Linked DNA regions of Eptesicus fuscus: region 1 is linked to region 2. A link is a contact called in public Hi-C data. All regions are on one chromosome and are shown on one strand. Each heading gives the region's core, a stretch centred on a gene start, on an enhancer-like site or on the middle of the called end of the contact. The rest is flanking DNA. Distances are from core to core; before and after follow the strand shown. Region 1 holds the start of ANKRD46 (ankyrin repeat domain 46). Region 2 holds the start of FBXO43 (F-box protein 43).

Region 1 (4,832 bases), core at 2,086-4,585, 270 kb after region 2:
TTAAGTCACTTAGTTTGTTTTTATAAGATTCTTTTTAATACAATAAATCAGTTTAACAAACTTTTCTATCAAAGATTACATAAAGGGAAACATTAGTTCTAGTCCACAAATTCTGAATTAACTCCTTACAATTATTTTATTGAAAATAAACTTCTTTTTAAACTGTGGAAAAACAATATCTGGAAATGTTTCTTACTTTATAGGAAACATTAGTTCAGCTCATATATTCTGAATCAACTCTTTGCAATCATCTCACATAAATAAAATTTTATAAGTGTGAAAAAACAACAATAAAATATTTGGAAATGTTTCCTACTTTACAAGAAGTGACTAAATTCCTGGACTCATTATTTTCAAGTATTTCTTATTCAATGAAGTAGCGAGAAAACACCTAAAATTTTCTTTCTCCATCAGGAAATTTTAAAAAATCAAAAAAGGATTTCTGATATGCATTTCCTGAAATATTTATATTACTTTATTATTTGTTTGCATTATTAAAATGTAGTTACAATTCAAGTTTTAGAAAGATATTGGCTTAAAATAAATCAAAATTAAATTTTCACAAAGGGAATATTAGTCATCTTGGATATTTTATTTCACTCTAATACCTTTCAGTATTTTCCAAAATCTTTACTGTGTAATTTTACCATTTTTAAAATTCTTAGTAAGAGACTTCTCCCATTGAAAGTTTTCAGTTTGTAACTTGTCCTATCTAATAAAGAGGAAATATGCTAATTGACCATCACGCCCTCACAAGGATGGCGGCACCTACAGCCAATAAGGAGGGAATATGTTAATTGACTGCCACGCCCTCAAAGATGGTGGCGCCCAGTCCCCTCAGCCCTGCTGGGGCGGCAGTCACATGGCACGGCCAGGCCTGCCCCCAGGCGGGTCTGGCCGCTCCACGCACCTGCCTCCGGAGTCCCCCAGTCCTCTCAACCCCCCAGCTGCCCAGGGCCAGCCCAAGGCACGGGCAAGCCTCGGATGGCGGCTGCCGAGCCACCCAGGGCCGCTTGAGGCTCAGGTAAGCAGGGCCGGCTGAGGCTTGCACTGCCGGCAGTGGCAGCAGCAGAGGTGTGATGGGGGCGTCACCTTCCCCTGATGACCAGGTCGCCTCCCGCCCCTGAGGGCTCCTGGACTGTGAGAGGTGGCAGGCCGGGCTGAGGGACCTCCCCCTCTAGTGCATGAATTGTCAGGCACTGGGCCTCTAGTAATTATGTAATAAAGACATCAAATTAAGCAATGGGAGGTCAATCTGCAGTCTTTCATGCACATAAAATGCTTCTGTAAAATCTTATTTTATTTTTTTAAAGGAAATACGTATTTTCCGTACAGCAACACTTTATTTATATGGCCTAATGGTGCCACCTTGTGGTCTACCTGGGCTTCAAGTGCAACTTGAGCATCTAGTAAAGGTATAGAGCAAGAAGAATGCCACTGAAGTTTCTCTAATTTCAGTTACTTATCATAATCCTCACTAATTCTGAATCTGTGAAAATTTAGAGTTGGGATGAAGTTAAATTTTCCTTTTAAAAAGTTTACCAAACAAATTAGTATCATAAATATGATTCCAGGCCGATTCCGAAATCTAAACCTCATTGACCCCACTTCAGCAGATTTCATTTACACAGAATTAAAGTGCTACAAAAATGGCATTCTTGCTTATTCATTTATTTGGTGTTATTTAAAAATATAGGAATTACAATGTTTGCAAAGAATTCCTTGCAAAGAATTCCTTATTTTCTAAATGGTCCACAAAATTTAAACCATGTTTCACCTACAATAGTTTGAAGGCACACAGGATTGTGCTCGTAGGCGAAACTTAAATATTTCCATGAAAATTCAGAGGTGGAATGGTCATCGAGGATCTTCTAACCCGATCCCCTTATTTTGCAGATAAGGATACCAAGAACCAGAAAGGCTGTAATTTTTTTTTTTTTAATCCTCACTGGAGGATATGTTTATTGATCTTTAGAGAGAGAGAGGAAGGGGAGTGGGGGAGGGACATGATGTGAGAGAGACATTGATTGGTTGCCTCCGGCACACGACCCCAACCCGGCTGGGGATTGAACCTACCTGCAACCCAGGTATGTGCCCCTGGGCGGGGGGGGGCGGGAATCAAACCCGACTGAGACCCTTCAGCACATGGGCCAGTGCTCTCATCACTGAGCCACACCAGCCAGGGTGCAGAGAGACGTTTCAATGAAAGAGGCAGTGCCACTTGGCGATAGGAAAAGCTGACTGATATTAGGACTAAAAATGCCACCAAAGTTAAAAAAAAAAAATGCCTAGATGACCTGTCCTAACAATGTCACGCTCAGGACTTAAAAAAAAAAAAAAAAAATCATGTAAGTTCCAGGTATACAACATGATTAATTTAACATCTGTATACTCTAAAAGCAATCACCCCTGGCCCTAGCTGGTGTGGCTCAGTGGCTGAGCGTGGACCTGTGAACCAGGAGGTCACAGTTCCATTCCGGTCAAGGGCACATGCCCAGGTGGAGGGCTCGATCCCCAGTGTGGGGCGTGCAGGAGGCAGCCGACCCATGATTCTCTCTCATCATTGATGTTTCTCTCTCTCTCCTCCTCCCTTGCTCTCTGAAATCCATATACATATACACACATACTATGTGCATATGTGTATATGTACCAGTATGTATATGTATGTATGCATGTGTGTGTGTGTGTGTGTGTGTGTGTTGTGTGTGTTGGAAAATCTGGGGAGTGAGCAACCTGCCTCTCAGCATCGCATGTTGATTACGGGGCAAACGCTGTGTTTTTAACCGGGGCACCGGGGCGAGGGGCCATTCCGGGCATCCACCCACCTACATCCCAGCGGCTACAGCGCTCGCGCGGCCCAGGCCCCGGACGGAGGCTGGCGCGGCTGCGGCTCGGCCCGGCCCTCGGGGTCCCCGCGCCCCCGCGGCCGGCGAACGCAGGCGGACTCCCTCCCGGAGCGCCACGGCCTCACCGCAAACGCAAACAGGACGCCACGGCCCCCGCAGGCCTTCCCCGGCCCCGACAGCCGCACGGCCGCCCCGGCCCCCGCACCGCCGGCCCGCGAGGACCGGTCCGATGCCCTGCGGCCGCCGCGTAGGTGCGGGAAGCCCGGGCGGCCTCGCCCCGCAGGCCCCGCGGCCAGGCCCTGGGCCGCCTCTCTCCGGCGCTTCGGGGCTGGCAGGGCAGGTGTCCGTGGCTTCCGCCCTGGGCGGTCCAGGGCCCCCTCCCGAGGTACCTGGGAATCGGCGAGCAGATGTGACAGCGGCGGCACCTTCCCGGCGGCGGCGAGGAGGACGGCGGGCGGAGGTGCGAGGCGGCCACCGAGACAAGCGGAGCCCGTCGGGGCCAGAGCGGCCTCACGCTGCGGCGGCCGCGCGCCCCCTGGCGGCGGACGGCGCGCACGGCGGCTCGGACGGCTCTCCATCAGAAACTCCTTCGGTCTCCTCTGAATTAAGCAAAGTACCCCCGAACTGCGGCTTGGGAGAAGGGGAAAGCGACCTAAAAAACGTGTCCTCCCATCTGAGCCCGGGAGCATTTTGCAGCTTTCACGTGCTTCCCTAAATATACATCCTACCCTCTCAGCTCAATGAAGGCCTCCAAGGCAAGGACAGTTGTATGAAGATCCATAGGCATCAATGAACAATTGCTGCCCGCTAGGTAAGTCGGCCCTATAACCCAAATAGATATATTAGTGTTAGCAACTAATGACGGAGTGCTCTACCTCTAAAATAGGACCTTGAATTTTTATTTTTTTCAAAAACGGTTTAAATATTTACATCCCATTTTTTAGGACTTCCAGACTAAATGCAACATACATGTGTACGGCCAAAACTAAAAATGGGGAGACTGGGGGGTGGGAGTTCATTAACTGAAAACAAGTCCTACCGCCAAGAAGACTTCCCTCTGCACAGTGGTCATCCCTCCCCTGAATTCTGGCGTCCTTGCCCACCCAGGCCACCCTCATGCCCACCCAGGCCACCCTCATGCCTACCCATTCAAGGACTGTTATTCAGTCTAACAGTTTGTTCTTGAAAATGTCATGTAACTCTTTTTAAAAAATATATATATTTTATTGATTTTTTCACAGAGAGAAAGGGAGAGGGATAGAGAGTTAGAAACATCGATGAGAGAGAAACATCGACCAGCTGCCTCCTGCACACCCCCCACCGGGGATGTGCCTGCAACCAAGGTACATGCCCTTGACCGGAATCGAACCTGGGACCTTTCAGTCCGCAGACCGACGCTCTATCCACTGAGCCAAACCGGTTTCGGCGTCATATAACTCTTTAGGATTATTGTCCAATTTGAGAAAACCTCTATCAAATTTCTTTCGTGTAAGAATTATAAGATTTCAGGGCATTCCACATTTTCTTGTGCAGTGAGTGACTAATCACAAATATTGTTCTTCTAATTGATGACACTTATAAATCAATTTGTCATGGGCATCTTTGTGATTGTGTGTTACGTCTATAATATTTTCATTGATGCCTGTTAATTATGTCAAATCAGCCAAGAATTTCAGCCTTTTTCCCAAAGTGTTCAAACAATTCACTCTTCTTCATTAATTGGTCTATTAAACAATCTTGAGTCTATTCACTACTTCTGTTTAAATGTACCTCTCCTCTCCTTCTTCATGAAGTACTGTTTTTGTTTGATCTGAAAAATGTAGGGACTATGCAGGCAGCTTTTTTTCCTTGATGAGACTAAGGGAATGAATTGCATGCTACACATAGGTTGTGACGCCTTCATATCACCACACCTGGGGACTTTAGCACGGCGGGATGGGCGTGAGGACTATTTAAGGAAGCCACTCCCACACCCCAGCAATAAGT
Region 2 (4,416 bases), core at 1,271-3,770:
TTGCTTTGGAGAATCTGAAGCACTGCTTGGAATATCTGTTTCAAAGTTGAGAACCTCGCTTAAACAACTTTCTATAGAACTATCTTGTGATTCAAAATTTCCCTTTAGAGGAGAGAAAGAATCATCCAGCCTTCTGGGCCACCGTAAATTACGTTTTCTATTGAGTCTAGGAGTTTCACAAAAGTCTGGGGGTATGGCCGATTTCTTCCTAAAGAAGACAATTCTCTTTTTTTTAGTAGGGGTTTCTAAAGGATTTGTTAAGCTCAGACTTGTTTCAAAAATTTCATAGTTTAATGTTGGGTCTTCGTGCTTCTTTACCCAAAATTCTTTATCTTTATCAAAGCTGCAAGGTTTTAACAACTCACTGTAGTCAGTATCTTGAAATGAAAATGTGGAACAAAAATCTCTGAAGCTGGAGTACTTGACTTTGACGGGAGAGTCCATCTCATTTCCTACTCCAGTTCCAACCTGACCTGAATGCCTTTCTGACATCTTCAGAACCTGTTTCTAAAACGTGAAAACAAATGTTATTCTTCCTTTGAAATGCACAGCCTGACAACTTACACCAAAATATACTATTTGTGATGAGTACAGATAATAACAGAAATTTTATGACAATAAAAAGTTATTTTTTACTTGACTATGCATAGTCTAAGCACCATGCACAGGTATTTTCTTGAACTATACTTGAGGAGAAAAAAAATCTGGCAGTATAATTTTACATGATTTTATTACCTTATGATTTTAACAGCACTAAAGTATAACAGCACTAAAATACCACTATTTGTGGTAAATCTACTCTTTATAATGTTCTTGAAATTCCAAATAAAAATTTCAATTACTTAAAGAAATGTGACTCAGTAATTATATATTTATAAGGAATGACACTAGCAAATACTTTACTCCTTAATTTTTCCAACAGTATCATCACATTCCTTCTTTTTAGAAACTCAAATTAAATCTTAACTCAAAGGAAGAAAGATATCAAAAGATACTAAGATAACTGTTAATCTTTCAAAGTTTTCTCCAGACCAAATATAATTTTTCTCTATTAAAAAATCCTGAGAAGATATATTTTGACTATAATGGGAAAGTAATTTATTTATGCCTAAGTTATATCAGTTAAATATTTGAATGCATGAGGTGGTGCTGTGTTTTTTTTTTTTTAATTGCTATTCTAACCACAAAATCAAATGGTTCCTTTATAATGATCATTACATCATTATTACTTGGCAAAGTATCTTAGTCTTTTTCAGCCTATATTCTTTTCTGGCAAATTTCACATGTTTCTTTATGATCTCGATCCCCTTAGATTCTGAGAATCACTGCTATCTTTTGCACATGCTTACCAGCCAAGACTATCAACTTTTGCTTTCTAGAATTTTTATATTTTAAAACAAATTGTTTTCAATGTATTAATAAAATAGAATATGTTTTAACATTTCACCCCCAACCACGAATGTTTCCCTCTCTCTAAGAATCATTCTAGTAACAGTTTCGTTCATGTCATTTGACAAAATTAAGTCAAGGAATCCTTTCAAAAAGTTAAAATAAATGCAACTATTCTACTACTTCACCACTAGGTGTCTCACCGTGCTAGACTTTGGGAAACTGAGAGGCGAATTGTTAGAAATGAAGTGGTGGTGGAGGGGACGCTGGCTAGAAGGGATAAGTGGGTGTGGGAGAAGGGGGACATATGTACTACTTTTAACAATAAAGATTTATAAAAATAATTAGTCCATAAAAAAACCCTATAGGCTACTTGTTATAAACATACAAAAAAAAAAAAAACACACAAACAAACAAACCCAAAAACTTCCTAATTTTTTCCTGTTCACACACATTTGAAGTTGCCTCTGCCCTAACTGGTTTGGCTCATGGATAGCATTTGCCTGTGGACTCAAGGGTCCCAGGTTCGATTCCGGTCAAGAGCATGTACCTTGGCTGCGGGCGCATCCCCAGTAGGGGGTGTGCAGGAGGCGGCTGATCGATGTCTCTCTCTCATCGATGTTTCTAACTCTCTATCCCTTTCCCTTCCTCTCTGTAAAAAATCAATTATATATATATATATATATATATATATATATATATATATATATATTTTAAATGTTTCTTCAAACGTGCTATCTTTGTTGTCAACATGGCCATCTTTCTACTATCCTGACATTGGTCTGAAAGAAAACTTGGTTCTTCAAAACTAACTTTTAAATTATTTAAAATTATTCACGCCAGGCCCTGCTGGTCTGGCTCAGAGGGCAGAGCCTTGGCCTGCGAACCAAAGGGTCCGGGTTCCATTCCCGTCAGGGCACATGCCGGGGTTGGGCTGATCCCCAGGAGGGGCCGTGCAGGAGGCAGCCCATCAATGACTCTCTCGTCACTGATGTTTCCCTCTCTCTCTCCCTCTCCTTTCCTCTCTGAAATCAATAAAACTATATTTAAAAAATAAAAGTCATGCCAAATCACGGAATTCCCATTGACTTACTTAATTTTACTGACTCAACAGTTCACTGATGAATCAAACAAGCCTCCTTAATGTTCAGTTTTTAACACCAGGCTCCTGATAAAGGGTTGAGAATGATTCTCTCTATTGTGCTCTTAGAAAGAAGAAGGAAAAAAAAGCATTTGTCAAATAGGATAATGAAATACGTATTTAACTATATCAAAACCAAACCTCCTTCATCTGATCAAGTGGGACATCTTACCACCAGTAAATCTTGAGCTCTTAGATGCCAAAGTTACGTAGGTTTCCAAACAAGAAAATCTCTCCCTTTGCCTTTAAAATTCATGTCAAAGGAATATCGCTTAAAGAGAAGAGTTTAGCGTGAGTAACCAATTGAAACGTGCAGGAGTACGGAAAGGACACGGGGCAGGGACTCTAACACTTGGAAAGGCCGAAATCACATTAAATTCCCTTCAGCTTTTCCAGACAACAGGCATTTCAATACCCTGGTTTTCTCCAGCTAGTGTGAGAACTGAGGAAAAGCCCCAAATTCGGGTTTCTGGGGCTCCCGTGGAAGCGGGGCGCCGACCGGCCTCCCCGAGGTGCCCTGGGCGCGCGCGGCCGGGTAACGGTCTCTCCGCCGCTTCCCCCCGACCTCCCCCCGCGGGGCGGCTCCGGCCGGGAGAGCCGCCGGCAGGCCGGGGTCGAGCGGTGTCACCTGGAGCCCAGCGAGTGAAGGGACGGTTTCGAGGCGCTCTCTGCTCCCAGCACCTGGAAAACAAAGTGGGGCGCGGGGCTGAGGGACGCCCAGAGGCCCTCTGGGCCCCACACACCTGGGCCCCCACTCTCACCCACTGGAGACCAAGGGGCCGCCGCACCCACGGGGCCGGGCGCTGAGCCGAAGGGCGGGAGGGGAGAGAAGCGGCTCTGCCTGGTGAGCCGGGGAGGAGCCGCGGCCTCGCCCCCCGGGAGATCCGCTATGGCAACGCCCACGCCAGGTTCGCGTGGGGCCGCTGAGTTTCCCTCCTCCGGTTTGAACCGCCCGCCCCGAGTGACCGTTACACCCCCACGGCCGCCCCGCCCCCTCTTACGCCCCGCCCCTCCGGCCCCGCCCCAGTCTTTGCTCCGCCCCGCAGGCCCGGCCCCAGTCTTTGCTCCGCCCCGCCCCTTCCTCCGCCCCGCCCCCACAGGGATCCCTGCGCCCCGCAGGCCCCGCCCCAGTCTTTGTTCCGCCCCGCCCCTTCCTCCGCCCCGCCCCTCCCGCGCCCCTCAGGCCCCGCCCCCACAGGGCTCCCTGCGCCCCGCAGGCCCCGCCCCAATCTTTGCTCCGCCCCGCGCTCCATCTGCCCCGCCCCAGCCTTCGCCCAGAGGATCTCGTCCTCTCCTGCCTACCCTTCCATCCCCACCCAAAGCATCACAAGAGGTTCCCAATCTGATGGGCTCTTCCTCTCCTCATTCTCACGTTGGGGAGCTTTATATAGAGAGGGTACTATAGTGGATGCCATTAAAAACATTGTAAGGGAATACTTACTTGGAAATGTTTCCAGAGATAAGTCTGAAAAGCAGGTGACACACAGAATGGCCTCATTTAGGTGAGAAGTACAGATATGTGCAGTCTATGGTCTAAAAGGTCTAACTTGGTTACAGTATGTGTTTCTAGACAGGATTGTGCTTGGTTTTTAGGCATCTAAAAGGGGATGTTTTATCTTATTTCCTGGGCACCTATTATAAACCAGGCTTCATCCATCTCCCTAGTCTCCTTTTTCTGGCTTCTTTTTCTCTGCCTACTCCCTAAAATGGGTGTCCTACCTCAGCCTTTTCCTTACTTGCACCATTCTGTGCCAACATAGTTCTCCTTCAAGGCTTCAGTCATTACTTTTAAGCCAGTCGCAGCTGCCACCACTCTACTCTGACTGGACATTTCTCCATCCGTTGCCCCTTAGTCATCCAAAATGACATAAAATCAAGTTCACTAA

Evidence for each region. A called contact is a pair of places that touch in the nucleus more often than the background predicts.
Region 1: a contact with region 2 is called in a Hi-C map of liver, with 6 times the contacts expected there. The contact joins the promoter of ANKRD46 here to the promoter of FBXO43 in region 2. A contact is called at or near these places in 2 of 2 Hi-C or Micro-C datasets (liver and muscle).

The regions. Positions count from the first base shown.
Region 1 is chr19:12,872,180-12,877,011 of DD_ASM_mEF_20220401, forward strand. It overlaps ANKRD46 (ankyrin repeat domain 46), which reads right to left and starts at 3,336. Exons shown (of 4, transcript XM_008148502.3): 1 at 3,236-3,336.
Region 2 is chr19:12,605,192-12,609,607 of DD_ASM_mEF_20220401, forward strand. FBXO43 (F-box protein 43) reads right to left here and starts at 2,521. Exons shown (of 5, transcript XM_054708501.1): 1 at 2,483-2,521; 2 at 1-507. The coding sequence starts at 492.